Regions from separate parts of the Sus scrofa genome. Here region 1 is linked to region 2. Evidence: chromatin contacts called from public HiChIP or PLAC-seq data. All regions are on one chromosome and are shown on one strand. The core of a region is the stretch at or near the end of the contact, and the rest is flanking DNA. Distances in the headings are between cores, read along the strand shown. Region 1 has its middle 240 kb from the start of CHST9. Region 2 has its middle 96 kb from the start of CHST9.

Region 1 (4,998 bases), core at 797-3,296, 140 kb after region 2:
ACCCAACCCTCTAATTTTACAGTTGAAGAAATGGAAGCCAAGAAAGATTAAGTAACCTATTCAAGGTCACACTGCCAATTATTGGCAGCATTAGGAGTGAATGGGTCTCTATTTTATTCTTTTTTATTCATAATACTGATGAGCTCCATGACATAAACCAGATTCCTGAATTTCTTAGTACATTATTTGCCTCCATTATAAAATGGAGCGAATAGTCTTCCATAATTCATAAGCATGTCGTTAGAGTTTGTGTGAGTCATGAGCAATTCCTTTAGCTTTTGTGAAAAGCAAATTATTCCTTACCTACCATTCTATCAGTTAGGACTCTTTGATGACAAGCAACAGAAAACACACACAGCTTATCTAAGCAAAAAGGGAGATGACCAGAACGGTGTGAGGGGGCTCTGAGATTGAAAGGGAATACTGAATGACTGCTTCAGCACATATGAGAATGAGGGTGCTGGAAAGGGTGTCTGAAGTGAAAACAGCCCCCCAGTTTTACCCAGCCTTAACACTGGGATCATTCTCCTCCAAATGCTCCTTCCAACAGGGAATCTCTACTGGGATCCAAAATTGGGGGTGAGCGGATCAACTGGTTCAGATGAGGTCACAAATTTACTCCATTTTCCCCAACAGAGCAGTGAGAGAAATCAGTCACAAAGAGCTTTCAAAGCCCTGTCAGCTTCCTCAGCAAGAGGAAAGGACACCTCAGTCACTGGCCTTCCAAGATGACACATAGGGGAGGAAAGGTAAGCTCCCCAAAGGAAATAGAGAGGCTATTAGAAAGAGGAAATCATGTACTGATGAACCAAAAATACCTGACGTCTACTATGACTACCACATTTACACTGATTGCTGAACTTTGCACTTGATGATACAGCCCTGGAAATAATAACTATAAGCTTGGTTGCCAAGGCAGGGGATGAGGGAGCAGGGAGTGGGATGGACTGGGAGTTTGGGGTTGGTAGATGTAAACTACTGCATTTGGAGTGGATAGGCAATGAGATCCTGCTGTATAGCACAGGAAACTATATCTAGTCACTTGCGATGGAATATGATGGAGGATAATGTGAGAAAAAGAATGTATATGTATCTATAATGCATATATAACCGGGTCACTTCGCTGTACAGCAGAAATTGACAGAACATTGTAAATAAACTATAATTAAAAAATTTAAAAATATAGATATGGGCAAAAAAAGAACCTGAGGAGTAGCATTTGTTATAGGCACTAGTACTAAATTACATGCTTCCAATAAAAGAATCAAAACATGTCCAAAAAAAAAAAAAAAAAAAAAACGAAAACCCGTAAGCTTAGACCATGAGTCCCCTGATGTAAAAGGGTAATGTAGTATTGTGCTTATGGCCAATTCAGAACACTCAACAAATCAATCAAGTTTGCCACCTAAGAAAGCCAGGGTCATTGAATGAACTTTTAAATGGTCATTTTGCTGATTTTGCAGGCACAACCCACTTTCGTGATTCTTTTAACACAGCTACCAATGTTAGCTCAGATTTAAGTGATAAAGAAAAATACTTCCATCTGAATTTAGATCTAGACAGTAAGTTCGGCACATGTTGATCAAGAAGCCAATACAATCTGATCTGTTAACTTAACTGGATGCAGTGTATATACATCTCATAGCACCTCCTAGACCTGGAAGACGTAAGATGGTGAATCATTTTCATTGGTAGGGTCACAGAGCACATTTCTCTAGGACCACAGCAGTCATCATCACATTAAGACTGAGAATCTTAGGCAAAATCTTTCCCATCCCTGGCTTAATTTTGTCTTGTGGGGAAATTTAAAAAAAAAAAAATATGAATGCCTCTGTGGATGCATTTTTCTTAAAAACATGTATGCACAAATTTGAAAATCCTAAACTAAGTAATAGTTAAAAGGAGGCTCAAAGGTATATTTGTCTTTAAATGTCATGTAAGGTTTCCTCCACTCTTTGTCCCCAACTCAACTCTAAGTCCCGCTGCACTTAGGCCACAGTCCATTTCAAGTGCAGCATGATCTTCTGAAATAAACAAGATCATGTTTCTCCTCCAGACAACATTCTTCACTGGCTCCTTAGAACCTTCAGGTCAGCCCACAACTCCCTTCACACCAAGGCATCCAGAGCCCTTCAAGTCAGCGCTCCGCTGGCCTCCCATCCTCGCTGTCCCTACCAGCCACCGTAATGCATGCTACAGGGCCCCAGGCACAACTATTCATTGTCTCCAAAACTTGTCATCGACTCTCTCGCTTCTGCTTCCCTGACCTTGAATTCCTCTCCTCCTTACTTTATTAACATCCCTTCTTCTTCACGCAGTCACCGCTCCTCGACCCAGATCCAGATCCCCTCTTTGATCAACGTTGTTCATTATGCAATTTTCAGCTCAGGTGTCTTCCCTTCCATAAACTTTTCCTGAAGCTCCCAGTTTGCGTATGTCCCTGTCATAACACCCCGGGCATGGCCACCACCATCATAGCTCTCAGGACACCATCCTGTCTTCTGCATTTAGGCATCTAGCTCCCCCACTAAACTGCATACTCCTTGAACAAGAGGGGGTATGTCTTATGCCTTTGTGTACTTCCAGTGTCTGACATAGTACCAGGTACAAACTGGGTGATACATATGTGTTTCTCAAAGACAATAAAAACACCACATTATAACTAAGGGGGCATCGTTATTCTCCCATCCTCGTTTTTCTGCCATGACCACAAGTAGGTATGATCATCCTTCTATTATTGCATGCTGAGAAAAGGATAACTACATGTTCTCTGCTTAAAGAAAAATGACAAGGGGGTATTCTGCCATCACTGCCTAACAAATTAGGCTTGGGTGTGGTTATCCAGTCATCCAGCCTCTTACCTGGAAGTGATGATGACTCTATGTTTTTGGCTTGAAAGCCTTAGAAGACTGATTTCACAGGCAGTCGGGGAAGATCTGAAAGGCACTGGCTTGGATTCTTATAAAGTCTATTTGATAGAAGAACTGCGGGAGGGTGCAAAACCACAGAGCGTGGGTCGCTCTCCTTGTGATTTGATGTGATGGTTTTCAAGTGAAAAGCAAAGGCCAGGAGTTCCTGTTGTGGCACAGTGGGTTAAGCATTCAATGGCATCAGCTTGGGTCATTAAGAAGGTTCGTGTCTGATCCTCAGCCCCACACAGTGGGTTAAAGGATCCAGCACTGCCACAGCTGCGGCATAGGTTGCAGCTGTGGCTTGGGTTCAGTACTGGCCTGGGTGCGGCCATACATGGAAAAAAAAAGAATTGAAGGACAGGGGAGAGGGCAGGCACTGCCTGAAACTTTTTGGCAGCAGAAAAGCTGAGGCCCATTGGGTGCTAAGGGCTCCAAAGACAAAACCAATAAAGGAACATCTCCTGGAACCTGCAGACAGATGAGAAGAGGGAACCGTGGGCTAGGATGGAGAGAATGAGCCATACTGCAATTGTATAGATGACTAACATTTAGATCTATAGTCTCTTTCTCAGATTTACTGACGAGCATTGGTGAGGTTGAAGAAAGATGACTTTAGCTGAATAATCTCCTTTCCGGGTCTTCACCAGCATGACCACCAGCTTTCCTGTTAGGAGCTGGGAGTGCTGTTGTTTGCATTTGACACTAGAGCCTTTGTTCATTCCAGTCACAAGCAGCTGGTCCAGAGCTTCACATGGTACAAAATATTTGTAAAAGCTGGTATCTTTGGTATTTTTTTCCATCTATGGCAAATTTGAAAAGTTGGCACATTTACAATTCCCCAAACTATCCATCTCTAATGAAAACAATACCAGAGCCCTGAGCACTTTGGCATTTTCTGGACACACTATAAATATACAGGATATATTTTATCATGTACTGTGTGTTAGAGCACAGGGACAAAGAATGAGCACCAGGGAAAATGGTTTGAGGCAATTCTTTCAACACATTTTCCAAGGCCATTTCAAATGACGCCTCCGTCCTTGAACTCCCTGGTGACCATTTTAATAGCAATAAGGACCATTTGGTAACTGGCCTGGACTGCAGGTTGCATTTGGCTGTAGCTGATGTATAAAGTCTCCTGTCTTCTGTTACTAAGGGTACTGATTCCAGCCTCTTATGAGGATGCTTAAAGCTTTCTTAGTACTGTGTCCCTAAAACACTGCTGCTAAGTATTTCCACATAGACTTTATTTTTAAAATGTTGTCAAACTTCTGATATTCCTTACATTTAACCCCTCTTTGGCTGTTGACTTGATAACAGAATTTCTCTGCTGAAACCTTGGTCACCTAGAGGCATCTGTCAGGATTACGAAAATCCAGATGGTGCCCTGGATGAACACTGCTTTGTTTCCTCACCCACTTGTCCCCATCTCACTGCAACTCACTTTAGGATCTGTGTGGGTGATTTCTGGAACCAGAGAAAACAGGGCAAGACTCTTGGGGGCACACACACTCTTATGCAAATAATTTTAGTCTCAGCTTCTACCAACCCTTTTTGAAATTTCAAGACAAGCTGGACAGGCTGGTGACAGTCCAGATTGGATGGCTGCCATATGGGGGAACACTGGAAGATCACCACCCAGAGCTCTTTTGATTTGCCAGAATCTATCAATTGGATACAATTATCAGACAGATGATGGAGTTGCTACTTGGAGGATATCCCTTTATATAACACAGGAGGCTCAGCTTGTCTAGAATATATTTATGGGCTAAGTGACGCCTCCGCTTGCACCAGATCAAGATGTGGCTCTGCTGGTGGATGCCATGGAGAACCCAGCTGAAACAAAGTGTCACATCGTGCCGCCATGGAAGCAGCATTTTGACAGAGCAGCACCTGGAAAAGCGAAATGTTTAACGATGAATCATTTCGTTTGAAGCTCTTCTGACTCCACATTTCCACGGAAAATGAAACCACGGGAGGCATGAAAATCTCTAAAGGGCCTTTATACATAGATTAATGTGGTAATTCTCTCATTACTATGTTCTGAAGAAGAGCTTCTTACGCCAGGCTCTGTGCTTTGCCTTCA
Region 2 (4,713 bases), core at 1,304-3,803:
TCAGTGAGGACAATCAAATTTCATGGAGTACCAAAATGTAGCTGACAAAAAGCACAGGCTCGGTAAGCTTTTGGAAAGTAAGTAAAGCTATAATTAGTCATAATGGGTTTAATTTTACAAGTCTCCTTCATTTACGAAGGTGCTATGTCCTGAGAAACCCATCATGAGTTGAACTGCATTTAGTATACCTAACCTACTGAACATTGTAGCTTAGGCTAGTCTACCTTCAGTGTGCCCAGAACACTCACATGAGCCTAGAGTTGGGCAAGATCATCTAACCCAAAGCCTTTTTTATAATTAAGTATTGAATATCTCATGTAATTTATTGAATACTGTATTGAAAATGAAAAACAGAATGGTTGTCTGGGTACAGAATGTTTTTAAGGAGTTCCCATTGTGGCTAAATGCATAATATTGGAACTTTCATTGGGCATCTCAGGGTGAAGTGAATTGATGGACCCAGTGACTATATTGCTCCTGGGCAGGGATGGACTAGGGCCATGGCTCCCTGAGTTTACTTGCATCTCCACGCTTCTGGCAGAGAGGAACAAAGAGTTACAGCCTTGATGCTTCGAGATGAAGTGGTTCTACAATGAGTCTTACCAATCAGGAACTCTTTGGTGGGCTGGGTGTAGTAATTGGTGGGTCTCTGCTAAGAAGTGTAGAAGTAGTTAATCTGGAGGCAAAAGCATGAGGTGAGATGAAGAGACCCTTTAAAGACTCACCGATCTCATTAGATGTTATCCATTTTTCAGGAAAGTTGGAATTAAGGCTAGCCCCAGGAGAAACTAGGAATACAATTCTAATGATATGATTAATAATTTTTTAAAGTAATAAATCCTTTTGAAAGATTTTAACCCTCTTCGTAGAAAAATGTACATAAATAAAAGTAAGTAAACAAGTTCATTAGATTCTGTCAATCCTTTGAAATGCATCCATGAATGTATATTCCATAGAATTTAGACTAGAAGCCTTGATCTAGTAACTTTAATGTCTTAAGTAAAAAGCTAAGGGACTTGACAGAGGGAAGAATTTATAATTTGGCTACGCTTCAAATGTAAACTTGTAGCTTCCTAAGATATGAGAATCTAATGATGTCAAAATCACAGAATTTAACTTTTGAGTTCAGGCAAAATTTTTTAGTTTTTTGTAATATTGAGATACAGGTTCTCTAAACATTTAACTGATAGTTTTGAGGCTTATGTAAACAAGACAAAATCTACTGCCTCCCTCACAAAAAATGTACTGCCTCCCTACAACCTAAGTGTCCATTGTTTGTACAGGTCCATTGTATGTACATATACATACAATGAAATTCTACTAAGCCATAAAAAAAGAATGAAATTTTGCCATTTGCAACTACATGGATTAACTTGGTTACGCTAGGTGAAAAAGTCAGAGAAAGAAAGACAAATACTATACGATATCATTTATATGTGGAATCTGAAAAATACAACAAACAGGGAGTTCCTGAGGTGGCTCAATGGTAAGGAACCCAACAAGTATCCATGAGGACATGGGTTCAATCCCTGGCCTTGCTCAGCAGGTTAAGGATCTGGCATTGCTGTGAGCTGTGGTGTAGGTCACAGACACAGCTTGGATTTGGTGTTGCTATGGCTGTGGTGTAGGCCAGCAGCTACAGCTCCAATTTGACCCCTAGACTGGGAACTTCCATATGCCATGGGTGTGGCCCTAAGAAAAAGAAAAACGACATCAAGCAGTGAATATAACAAAAAAGAAGCAGACTCAGATATAGAGAGCAAACTAGTGGTTACAGAGGGGAAAGGAAAGGGGGAGAGGGAAATATAGGAGTAGGGGATTAAGCAGTACAAATTATTATGTATAAAATAAGCTACAAAGATATACTGTACAACACAGGGAATATAGCCAGTAATTAATAATAACTATAAATGGAGTCTAACCTTTAAAAATTGTGAATCATTATATTGTACACCTGTAATTTACATAATATTGCACATCTACTACAATAAAAAATAAGCAAAATATGTTGCCTCCCTAAAGCAGTTAAGTCAAGAATTCTGCATTACGCCAACAGAATTGAGTCATTATAAAATAAATTTGAAGGAATAAAATGAAGATCACTTTTCTCTAGGAGTAAGAATCTAGAATGAGAATCAGAAATAAGAAAGAGTAGAGATACTGACCCAAATAGCAATGCGAAGGAAACAAGAAGGAAATTATCTCACATAAAAATGCAGTGATCTGACAAAGAGACAGAGGCACAGAGAGACAGACAGAAACACAGAGACACAGAGAGAGAGACAGAGAGAGAAACTCCAGCTTGCCTTACATTCTTCAGAGTAACTTTTCTGTAAACATAACAAATGCGAAGAAAAGGAATTCTGTCAGAGGAATCAAAGTCACCACAGGAAGCCTAAATCAAAGCACAGAAAACCAAAATGTCCTCTTGCTGTTGCCAAATTTTAGGTCCCCTTGGGATACAAGCTTCAACCCCATTGACACTGATGGGAGTTCTATGAGACCCTAGAGAAAGGACTCACCCATTTACGACAGCTGCATAAGTAAACACCATGAGTCATATTGGAAATGTTCCTAGGAGCTAGATCCATGGCCTAAAGCCATGCAAACCCCTGTGGAGTGAGTGAATCCTGACTTTGTTGAAGGCCGACTGTCAGGAAAAAAAAGGGTCCTATTAAAAACGTTCCAAATGGATCTAGGGAGCTATCTGAGAACAATGTGCATATCACAGTCTCATTTAGATGCTGCCATTTCAGATTGTAAACCTCTGACATACAAAGGGAATCCAGCTGGTTTGTTCCTCTATTCTGAATATAATTCTGAACAAATCCAAAAAAGGAAGTCTTTCTTCAAACCATGGACAGAGGACATAAGCCTGAAGGGAAGGGGAAAAAAGCAATTTTCTTAAGCCATTGTACTTTGAAACATACCAACAAAATGGACAGAACTGAACTATCCTCATCATAAACCCTTTTAAGCCACTCCAGGAGTGATAAAAAAAAATAAACTTGTTTGCTGAAATCTTAACTATGACTCTTCACTATCATGGTAGATTAAATTCCATCTAGTTTGGTATTTTGATTTTAGTAAGGCTAATTTCTTTTCCAGGCTACTTAGTGCAAAAATTAACAGAATCCATTCGAAATGGTCGAGAGTCAGAGCTGGCCTCTGTTAGGAAAGACATACATAGAATTTCTAGTCCACTGGTCCCCTTGCTGAAACACTGACCTACCTACCCTACTTTTGGGTGTTTAAAATGTCAAAACTAGGAGTCCCCATTGTGGCTCAGTGGAAACAAATTTGACTGGCATCCATGAGGACGCATGTTAGATCCCTAGCCTCTCACAGTTGGTTAAGGATCCCGTGTTGCCGTGATCTGTGGTGTAGGTTGCAGATGTGGCTCACATCCCTTGCTGCTGTGGCTGTGGCATAGGCTGGCAGCTGCAGCTCCTATTTGACCCCTAGTCTGGGAACCTCCATATGCTGCAGGTTTGGCCCTAAAAAGACCAAAAAAAAAAAAAAATCAAAACCATATCTCATTACTTTGGTTGATACCAAATAGACACTTTGCTCGTAAAAGGTAAACATCTCTCTTTTTAAAAATTTTATTAAAGTATAGTTAATCCACAACGTTTCTTCAATTTCTGTTGTACAACAAAGTGACCACATTTCCCTGTGCTGTACAGTAGGATCCCATTGTCCATCCACTCCAAATGTAACAGTTTGGATCTAAAAACCCACATCTCTTAAAGAGGGAGTACTTCCTATTTTATCAATATCTTGCTACTTACTGTAGTTAACACGCATTATCTTTCCCTGAAAGTCTCTGTAGATCTGACTCTCTAAATGCTGTGGCAAGAGGAAGAACCAGAGCTGGAGATATTGCAGGTGCCCAAACAGAGCACCATGGGGATAGTCCAGTCTACATGAGGAGTAGGGAACCCAGGGGTGATGTCTGACCATGAGCCTGTTGGAAACTGGTGTGCTGCTATGATCTTGAACTTATCTAGTCATTTTTCTCACATGCACATAGTTTTAGTATTTTCTTTTGGCAGCGTTAAAACATTGGATATTTGCATATATTAGACACAAGATAATTTTCAAAGTTTATGAACGATCTTTTGCTTGGGGAATAAAGGGGTTTAGGTTCAATAAATGGTAACACACAAGAGAAAGCAGGAAGGAGAGAGGGAGGGAATGAGAGACAGAGAGAGAGATGATACTCTGGCTACTACTATTGCTTTGGGTAATAAACTCTGACCCAGGAGTCCTCTATCCTCTATTAGTATCCAAAAAACTGTGAGAGGTGACCATGTTAACTTGCAGTTAACAAGTTTCAAGTTAATTTGTTAACCGGACTCTTCTTAGTTCTTTTTTTTTTTTTTTTTGATTTTTAGGGCTACATCTGTGACATATGGAAGTTCCCAGGCTAGGGGTTGAATTGGAGCTGCAGCTGCAGGCCACAGCCACAGCCACAGCCATGCAGGATCCAAGCCATGTCTGCAACCTACACCATAGCTCATGGCAACACCGAATCCTTAACCCACAGAACGAGGCCAGGGATTGAACCCTCATCCTCATGGATACTAGTTGGGTTCATAACCAATGAGCCACAACAGAAACTCCTCTTCCTCGTTTTTTATTCCATGTTAATAGTCATTCCTAAATCTTACCTGTATAAGTAGCACCTGGGTTCCTATCAACCTGCCTCAA

What was found. HiChIP or PLAC-seq counts read pairs in DNA pulled down with a chosen protein or histone mark.
Region 1: a contact with region 2 is called in an H3K27ac HiChIP or PLAC-seq map of skeletal muscle. The contact joins two enhancer-like sites. A contact is called at or near these places in 1 of 47 Hi-C or Micro-C datasets (skeletal muscle) and 1 of 2 datasets of contacts at active chromatin or transcription factors (skeletal muscle).

The regions. Positions count from the first base shown.
Region 1 is chr6:112,086,640-112,091,637 of Sscrofa11.1, forward strand. No RefSeq gene overlaps it. Among named protein-coding and RNA genes, the nearest start is that of CHST9, 240 kb to the left of the region's middle. Within about 2 kb of position 2,047, at least 1 of the 83 cell types and tissues checked has an H3K27ac peak or open chromatin away from gene starts, as enhancers often do. A contact at or near this core is called in skeletal muscle, where this site is marked.
Region 2 is chr6:111,942,913-111,947,625 of Sscrofa11.1, forward strand. No RefSeq gene overlaps it. Among named protein-coding and RNA genes, the nearest start is that of CHST9, 96 kb to the left of the region's middle. Within about 2 kb of position 2,554, at least 9 of the 83 cell types and tissues checked have an H3K27ac peak or open chromatin away from gene starts, as enhancers often do. A contact at or near this core is called in skeletal muscle, where this site is marked.